Linked DNA regions of Mus musculus: all the other regions are linked to region 2. The links are chromatin contacts, called in public HiChIP or PLAC-seq and capture Hi-C maps. All regions are on one chromosome and are shown on one strand. The core of a region is the stretch at or near the end of the contact, and the rest is flanking DNA. Distances in the headings are between cores, read along the strand shown. Region 1 has its middle 29 kb from the start of Gm41423. Region 2 has its middle 180 kb from the start of Gm41423. Region 3 has its middle 61 kb from the start of Gm41423.

Region 1 (2,750 bases), core at 222-2,721, 210 kb after region 2:
CTAGCAAACTTGTACCTTTTCCAGAAACTGAATCTGAGACACATGTGGAGGTTGGTCCTCCTGACTCAGAGTCGGGGACTGAGATCACTTAGGGCTGAAGAGGCCTGCCTGGCTCCAAGGCTGCTTGTTCCCAGTCCTGTTGCTGAAATAAATAGATCTGTAGCAAGCAACTTTTGCCTCTGTTCCCGGAGGACTAGATCCAGCTTCCTAGCAACCTGTTCCCACCACACCCAAGGAAATTCAACTACTATCCCAGTTCCTCTTTGAAAGAAAGAGCGCAAGTCTTTGGATGAACTTTATAGTTGCCGTATACCATATTTTTGTGGGTATTGAAATAGGTCAACATAGTTAAGAATGGGAAGGCTCAACCAGATCTGTGATGCTGTATGTTCTTAGATTCTTTTTTTTTTAAGATTTATTTTATGTATATGAGTACACTGTAGCTCTGTACAGATGGTTGTGAGCCTTCATGTGGTTGTTGAGAATTCTATTTTGTAGGACCTCACTCATTCCAATCTGCCCTGCTCGCTCCGGTCAACCCCACTCACTCCAGCCCAAATATTTATTTATTATTATAAATAAGTACACTGTAGCTGTCTTCTGATGATAGCTGTCTTCTGATGGTAGCTGTCTTCTGATGCGCCAGAAGAAGGTGTCAGATCTCATGAAGGGTGGTTGTGAGCCACCACATGGTTGCTGGGATTTGAACTCAGGACCTTCGGAAGAGCAGTCAGTGTTCTTAACTGCTGAGCCATCTCATCAGTCCATGGTCTTAGATTCTTGAGTCTGACTAAAAAGCTGACAGATGGGGAAACAAAGAGAGAGAGAGAGAGAGAGAGAGAGAGAGAGAGAGAGAGAGAGAGAGAGAGAGAGAGAGAGGAGCCACCCAAAACAAAAATAAAGTAGTAACAAAAATCAATCATGAAACATCAAAATTACTGTAAAACTAAAAACACTTCGAGCAAGCATGGCACAGACAGACTGCTTGAGCTAGGGGGTGGTTGGTAGAAGTCTAGGGTTGTAAAAAAAATGGTTCCTGTCTTCTTTTTATTACGACTCAGCTAGTAACAACTGTGTAGGCGGCAGGAGATCAGAAATAAATGTCTGACTTGGATTTTGCACAACTGGGTTCTGCTCCAAAGCGCACTGCCTGCCCACTGACCCAGCTCAAGTTTTATAGGGACAGCAAATAGGTATAGTTTGGGAAATCTCAGCCCCTCCTCCTGAAGGTCCGCACCCTGGAACTGGCTGGTTTGCAGGTTGCTCCTGATTAGAAAGCCGCCAGCTGTTCTGCTTCCCAATTCAATTCCGAGAACACCACAAAAACTTCATCTAGTTTCTTCTCTTTCCCCCCCCCCCGGGGCGATTTCTTCTTTGATTTCTTCTCCTCCCTCCTCTTTCTCTTTCTCTTGTTTTTACAGTCTCCTGGTAATGACTAATTGGCGGTGTTTCCCAACTTTTTTATGTTTCTCTTGCTCTTGTTACAAGCGGTACTAACCCCGTGATATCCACAGGGACCTATAGACAGCCAACATTTCCAAATGATATACAGCGTTCTCCTTTCTTTCAAAGTGTAAAACATTTACAAGGAAATGTACAAATGTATTAGGCACATTTCCCGGGTCGGTCATTAGCGCGCCTCTCTGAGCCGGGGTGCGCTGCCCTTCCCCCTCGCCCCTGTTTCCCCCCTTTCCCCGCCACGGTCCCCTCTGGATCGCGCGTTTCCGCGTGCCAGCGGGGCGGCCCGCGAGACCGCAATTGCTCTGGCCGGGATTGACGAGCCTCGGATGCCCATTTACTGCGCGAGGCAGCCACTCTGGAGCCGCGGCACATCTGGATGGAGTCAGCCGCCGAGCGCCAGGGGCCAGCGCAGCGCGGCGGCGAGCGCGAGGGAGGCCGGCTCCCGGGCCGCCTCCGCGCTGCCCCGGTGCGCCCAGGCTGGATTTCCTGATGTAAACAGATTGGCCCTGCTGGAAAATAACCGCTCTGCTCCCCATGTCACTGAGCGTGCTTTATCTGCTCAGGGTCAGCACTGTGACTTAGAAAAACAGAAGCTTTGCTTTAGATTTAAACAGCTCCAAAGCCACAGCTCATCTCTGCTGGGCCGGGAAGGGGAGGCTTGGCAACCCAGCTCCTGCCTTTGTGTTTACTTGTTCCAGTTTCTGGTAATTTGGGAGCTAATTTTATTATCTACAGTAGAATTGGAAACAAGATGCTTTTGCAGTTCACGACGCTAAGGGCATGTGTGAATCTCTGTGTAGAAGGTTGGACGTGTCTATTCAGCTGTGGTCCCCAAGCTCTGTGCCCTGGCCCTCCGCTGGTTGTCTCCTGGGGCACAGGGCTTCCTAGGGCGTGGCTGGCCATGGTTTAGGGTTCACCCTGGTTTACCAGAGCTGGGGATCCAATCCTGAGAATGTGAGCCCTTAAAGCCTTTCCCTACAGAACCTCATGAAAGTAGAAATCAGCCAATTGTAAAACCGTGACAAAGACGTTTTGACATGGCCAGTGGAGAGGGAAAATTCAAAATGATGGCAGAGCCTGGACTGTCATCGCCGATAATTAAAATGAAATGTAGATAGATATGTTTCCAGTTCAACAGCAAGCAATTCTAACAGCCATGTCTAGAAACTTCTACTGACAGAATCATCCTGGGATACTGACAGAGCTTCCCTAACAAGCAAGGACTGGTTTTGCAGACTTTAAAAAGAAACTCCGGGGGGAGGGGGGGCAATGTGTGCACCTCTGAGGGC
Region 2 (2,980 bases), core at 162-2,661:
ATCATGCTGACAGATGTGGCCTTAGTTCTCACCCATTATCATTTATAAGTACAACATTGTGTGCATGTAGGACACTGCCCTGGAAGATGGTATCCTAGCAAGAATAGCTTTCCCAACAATTGGGAGCCAGTGAAGCTTTATACACAAAAAGAGAAGCAAAAAGTCCCTGGGTAGCAAGTAGAAAGATGAATTTCTCCTTCTTTTGACCCTTCTTTCCTCCTCAAAGGGTTAAGTATATGGAGGAAGGAACTGCTCCACTCTGCCTCTTTGCTTGGTGGGAACTATTAAATTACTGCTGGATGTTTCTGATTATAACACACAGCAGTGCCTGTGGGACCCTGGGGCCACATGTGCGCCATCAGCCTGCCTGGGCCTGTTAGATAGCCCACATTTGCTTGTGGGTGCCTCTGTGGCACCAAAACAGAGTGGGTTTTTTATTTCAAGCACAAAGATGAGAGCTAGTGCTGGCAAGAGGGCAGGAAACGGGCAATAAAACCAGAGCTGAACGGCTTAGTGGAGCCAGGACGCTGGGGTCTGCTTAATTGCTCTGAAATGAAAAAGTTTCGGGGGTTTTCATGAAATCCCATAGGCGCCCTTGCCAAGCCTCAAATATTAGATAGAATTACATAGCTTCTAATCCCTCCCTTCTCCCCAAGCCATGTGTCTTATTTTTTCTGGATGTTTGTACCCAGCTTCAGGCCTGGTAGGAGAAAGGTTAAGAGAATGAGGGCCAGGCACCCAGAGGGTGTATCCTGACTACTTTCCTGCCAAGAGTCTAGTAATATCCACAGTGTGGCGCTGTTACGAGACTCTCTACAATAATGATCAGTGATACTCACTGTGTCAGGAGCTCTGGAAACATTTACAAAGAAAGTGTTTAGCCAGAGATCTAGGGTAACTACACAGCTCAGCCATTGCTGCACTACTGGGTGGTTGCTCCATGTCTTTCATCAGAATCTCAAAGGACTCTAAATATAATAGGGGGGATGGGTGGAGAGATGGCCCAGGAGTTAAGAGTACTTAATGCTCTTGCAGCAGAGGACTCAGGTTCAGTTTCCAGCTTCCACACAGTACTAACAGCAACCTATGATTCTTGTTTCAGAGGATCCAATGCCATCAGTAGTCACCAAGCATAGCTGGTACACATGTATATTTGAAAGCAAAAACAATCATACATATAAAAAAATAAAGGAATGTATATCAAAAAATGTACATAACAAAAAAATGTTCAGAAGCAACGGCAGAAAAAGCAGGAGTGTAATGCAGCTAGAGGTTTTCTGTGGGAGAGGAGTACTTTAGGGAATGATGAAAGGGCTGCTGGGATTGCATACAGGATGGCTAAGTATGGGGAGCATTCCTTATCTGACCTCACTCAGTGGGGAGCAGCTGAGTAATTGAGAAAAGGAAACCTGGCTAAAATGCATAAAAAATTTAACCAAATGAGTCATGAGTCACAGAGGTCTGGTCTACAGGGCTGTTAGCAGACCAGTAGAGGAGACATGAGAAGGCAGGAGCAGTGCAGCAGCCACACTTGTTACACAATGTGATACTTTAGAGATCTCTGGTATTCTGATTATTCTGTATTACTGATCTCAGGTTTCTGGCAGGTAGAGTGAATCTGCTCACCTCCTGGTGAGCTGGCTTCCTCCTGTTGATTGGGCTCTGTTTGACTGTATTATGCAGCCAAAGTATTGAAACCTTAGAAGGCTTAACTGTGGAGGCCAGCCCAGAAAGTGCTTGCCTCTGAGTGATGGAGAGTCTTCCATTTTCCAAATTATTCTTAGAAGACAAGCTTTCAACTTACTCAGGCTCCAAATAATACAATCAGTACCCATGATAGGAAGATGGTGAGGACACAGATGGTACAGTGTGAAGAGAGCTGAGGAAACCATCAAGATGAGTATGGAAGCAAAGTCTATGTGCATGTAAGCTGTTCCACACTCATCACTAAGAACCAGAGGTCCTTGTCTTTCTAGTTTCCTGAGCCTCTGGCTTAATGACTACTTAATTTGGAGGCTCCCTTTACTCCCATGCATACATGAATACTGGCAATGGCTTCCAGGACAGAATATTTGCTACTGTTCTTAGAAAGAGACTCTGTGACATGGGTCTAGGATACTCTGATATCTCATGCCATGGCTCTGATGATGGTCATCTCATCCCCTACTTCTCTCTACTTCTCTGAACTCTCACTGCTCTGTCCTTTGCATATTTATAATTAAGTAGTATTGCTTTTTCTAGACTACTTTGTGGTCTCCTTATGGCTTGCTTGATGAAAGGTATCACTGTTGAGAGTGCATGTTATTGTAAGACACCAGGGAGCCTTAGCTTACCAGGGACCCCCTGAGTGAACCATGTGGAGCCAGGATTGATGCAAAAAGCAAGAGGAATGTATTGTTCCACTGTTCTGGGGTTGTCCCAGACCCGAAGGAGAGGTGGTGACCACCAGCACCAGTTTGGTGAGTTTTTATATGGTTTCCAGGGGCAGGACAGAGCATCAGCAACTAGGTACAATATGATTGGCATAACAGTGAACCCTTTAAACTGATTGGTCTTTAGGGAATGAGGTGAGAAGGACTTCCCTTGTCTAAAGGTGAGCAACACTCAACCAGTGAATGTGTCCCCACCCATAGGTAGTTTGAGAAATGCTAATTAGCCTCTCCCTTCCAGAGGGGCGAGTGTTTCACGACCTTCCCAAAGTTCCTGAGCTGACCTTTTCATTGTGAGAGAGAATGAATGGGCTTTGTGTCTAGAGGATGATAATAGTGCGCCCAATCCATAAGAAGTCCCTCTGTGAGGGATGTAAGAAAGGTGCAATCTTGTGGCATATCATCTTCATGGTTGCCTCTGGTGGTGGATCCTTGGATTTCCAGCATGATGCTTACAAATGAGAGTAGTAGTTAACTTCAAGGGCTAGGAGAAATGCACATAAGATGCCATGCACACAAAGAAGAAGGCAAAACACAGATAGGAAGTTGTA
Region 3 (3,040 bases), core at 287-2,786, 240 kb after region 2:
CTCTTTCTGCTTATTTCTGAGTTTGGTGAGAGCTACAGTATTTGCACAGGGCACCTGTTGGAATGACAGGGCGCCAAGTTTTCAGATTCATCCACAGATGCTTCTGCAGGGTAAACCATCCTTGCAGAGGATTTGAGTTAACCCTTGCTCAGTGATTTTATAGGGCTGGAATGTGAGCAGATTCCTGCACCAGTCTCAACGGTCTGCCCTGTCTCCCTCTCCAGGAGTTCCATTTAGGTCCCCTGTTGTGAATGTATTCCCTCTAACTCTCTCTTTTTTTTTTTTTTGGTTGCTCTTTAGTCTAAGACATGTTTATTTTTCTTAAGAATTCCTTATGTAATTCTTGGAGCTTTTCAGAGAAAAACCTCAATAAGTGTTTTGTAAAAAATGTAGTGAAGTAATTAAAGAAATATGGATTAATATCCTGTGTAAAGATTCTGCCCTGACTAGGAGAAATACCAAGTGTGGCCTTATTTTACACGACTGGCATTTGGAGATGCTTTAAAGTGCAGCAGTGCTGTGGAGTGTAGTAAGTGGGGTGTGGGGCGGATGAGCAGGGCCTCGGCCCTGCCCTGTCAGTTCAGATAAATCGCACAGCCCCATTGTGGATCCCAAGCTTCAAAGCCCTAGTATCAGGTTACATTTTAAAAGCAGAAAGTCAGAGTCAAAAGACACAGAGATAATTTAGATTTAACTTTGAGGCCCTTAAAACTTACTTCTGATATTTATGTTTCTTACTTTCAGGGACACTGGTTTTTGCTGGTGCCTTTTTTTCCCCCCTTTTTCTTTTCGTTTTTCCTTTTTTCTTTTTTTTGAGGGAGGGACTGTAAACCTATACTCTCAGCTTTCCACCCTGCACTAGCCTGCCCCTGCTGTCACGGATACCTCATGATTTCAATTCCAACTGGACAGGCTCTTCTATCTGGACTTAGACTCAGGTCTAAGGACTTTGGGGACAAATGCTTCTGTGAGGCCCCTGCACGATCCTGTGTTTCTCTGGAGACCTCCTGTAGCCTGAGTCCAGGGCTGCACGCAGTTCCTCGGCAGGCCATTGGCGGTTCAACCGCTAGGCCAGCCTGCTTCCTTCATTCCCTGAGTTCATATAACAAGGGTTTAGGTCTCTAGGTCATTCCCTTTCAAAAAAATCCTAAGGCAGTTCCCATAATCCGTTCTGAAGGAAAGACACCTCCTTGTCCCCAGTTCACTGACAGCTGGGTCCACTAGGGGCATAGGTCCCTCCCCACACCCTCGTCCCCCACCTTCCCACCTCCCCACCCCCAGCCTGTGCTCTCTCCAGGGAAATGACTTTTTTTTCCTTTGCATTCCGCTGCCTCCACCCGACCTGATGCTGTGGAAGTCCACCTCTGCAGCTACAGCAGATGGAGTGGAGGCTGCAAGGAAAGAAAACGCCAAGGGAGTAAATATGTGTCAAGGAACTCATTGTCTGCGCTCCACCTGTTGTTATTCTGGTCCCAATCAACCTGCTCGCCAGGCTGGAGCCAGCGGCCATCTGGAAACACTGCTCTGTTTATAAACTTGGCATGAAGCAGCACTCCCGGGCCCTGACCTCCCACACGAATCTGGAAACAATTAGAGCAAGATGATAGGCAGGCTGGGAGCACTGCTTGGGGGGAGGATGGGGGAAGGCAGGAGCCTGGGGGTAGGAAGAGGGGAGAGCCTGAGGTTGGGGGTGGGGCGAACCCGTGTGGGGCTTGGCCTAAAGTGAGCGCTAGATTTAGCAAACCTGGCAGGGCTCTGACACTCAATTTAAAGAGAATGGAGAGAGAATAGCTGAAGTCTTTTTGAGGAAGGATTAGGGCATGGACTCAACCAAGGTAGGAGTGTAAGGCTTGTGAGAGCAAGGCTTAGGGATTTCAGGGACACTCAGGGGTGGGTGAGCTACAACTGCCTAGATAGCGAGCAGAAGGCAGCCAGAGCCGGGATTCTAGGATTGTCCAGAAAACGGTGGGTCCCAGTGGGAACTTGTGGGAACCCAATGGGAGTCCTAGTGACCAGCCTGCTTGGAATGTGAGGACAGGGCCTTAGGGAGTGGGGTAGTTGGATAATTAGCACCATACTTCTCCAACCCTTAGCCTTACAGGGTGTCCATTCTGATTCTGGAGATGCTCAAGGAACCAAACAGGATAAAGTCACGAAAGCCCAAAGAGTAGCTCCATTCTGAGCAGTAAGGGTGCAATGCTGTGCAGGAATAAAGGCCTTTTGCTCCTGGGAAGGGCAAAAGCATGCTTCAGGTCAGGGTCATCCTTGAAACTCACTTCTGAAAACCTGGTTTTCGCAACAGGAGCTTAAATCATTTATATTTTCCTGCTATAGAATTGAGCTACCTTGAATCACAGAAAGGAGGAATTTTGTGTACTTTCAGGGCCACATAGGAAAATCTGTGCCATGCCAAGAGTGTGTGGCAATGTATGGACTTGATTCTGGCCTCTAGAGACCCAATTATCAGAAAGATATATGAGTTTCTCCCTCTTGTGAAGCATCCTTGTTCTCTCTGTCTCTGTCGCCAATCCCAACTTTTCATTTTCATGCTCAGCTGGGCTTCTAATTCCTGAAATATTAATCTGTAGGCGTTTCTGGCATGCCAATAATTTGCACTAATTAATATGTTCCTGGTTAACTAAGTGGTACTTAAAGAAGGAAGTTTAGTTTGTGTAAACCTTGGCTTCTGCGTGCTCAGGAAGAATAGCAGCCACAGGGAATGCATACATCTCCAAAATGTAACCCAGCGAGAGTGGCAACATCAACCAGTCTATAAAACTTGTCGTCCTGTGGGCTATACTTCATGGCTGGATCCTTTCCCCACCTCTTCTGGGTATGACTTCCCATGCATTTTTTTCTGCCTAAACACATTCTTCGCAACTTCCCGCTCTGCACAGGCTGGTTACTGAATCCAGGAATGTCTAGGGCTGCAGAGCTTGCTTGCAACATGTGCTGAAGTGGAAAAAGAACCAGGAACCACATGCATGCCCTTGTATCTGCTCATGTGTTCCAGGAGAGACTAAAATCCTGTAAGCCAATT

Evidence for each region. HiChIP or PLAC-seq counts read pairs in DNA pulled down with a chosen protein or histone mark. Capture Hi-C pulls out chosen DNA fragments and counts their contacts.
Region 1: a contact with region 2 is called in an H3K27ac HiChIP or PLAC-seq map of the NIH/3T3 cell line, with 5 times the contacts expected there. The contact joins two enhancer-like sites. A contact is called at or near these places in 1 of 484 Hi-C or Micro-C datasets (uterus), 3 of 115 datasets of contacts at active chromatin or transcription factors (the NIH/3T3 cell line, embryonic fibroblasts and pancreatic cancer cells) and 1 of 9 other capture datasets (embryonic stem cells).
Region 3: a capture Hi-C map of embryonic trunk shows a contact between it and region 2, with 3 times the contacts expected there. The contact joins two enhancer-like sites. A contact is called at or near these places in 2 of 484 Hi-C or Micro-C datasets (cranial neural crest and nephron progenitors), 1 of 115 datasets of contacts at active chromatin or transcription factors (fibro-adipogenic progenitors) and 3 of 9 other capture datasets (embryonic stem cells, embryonic tail and embryonic trunk).

Annotation. Positions count from the first base shown.
Region 1 is chr16:15,084,117-15,086,866 of GRCm38.p6, reverse strand. It overlaps the pseudogene Gm46561. Among named protein-coding and RNA genes, the nearest start is that of Gm41423, 29 kb to the left of the region's middle. RefSeq lists an enhancer at 1,159-2,275. Within about 2 kb of position 1,471, at least 109 of the 459 cell types and tissues checked have an H3K27ac peak or open chromatin away from gene starts, as enhancers often do. A contact at or near this core is called in the NIH/3T3 cell line, embryonic fibroblasts and pancreatic cancer cells, where this site is marked.
Region 2 is chr16:15,292,917-15,295,896 of GRCm38.p6, reverse strand. No RefSeq gene overlaps it. Among named protein-coding and RNA genes, the nearest start is that of Gm41423, 180 kb to the right of the region's middle. RefSeq lists an enhancer at 1-1,427. Within about 2 kb of position 1,411, at least 84 of the 459 cell types and tissues checked have an H3K27ac peak or open chromatin away from gene starts, as enhancers often do. A contact at or near this core is called in the NIH/3T3 cell line, embryonic fibroblasts and pancreatic cancer cells, where this site is marked.
Region 3 is chr16:15,051,572-15,054,611 of GRCm38.p6, reverse strand. It overlaps the pseudogene Gm46561. Among named protein-coding and RNA genes, the nearest start is that of Gm41423, 61 kb to the left of the region's middle. Within about 2 kb of position 1,536, at least 117 of the 459 cell types and tissues checked have an H3K27ac peak or open chromatin away from gene starts, as enhancers often do.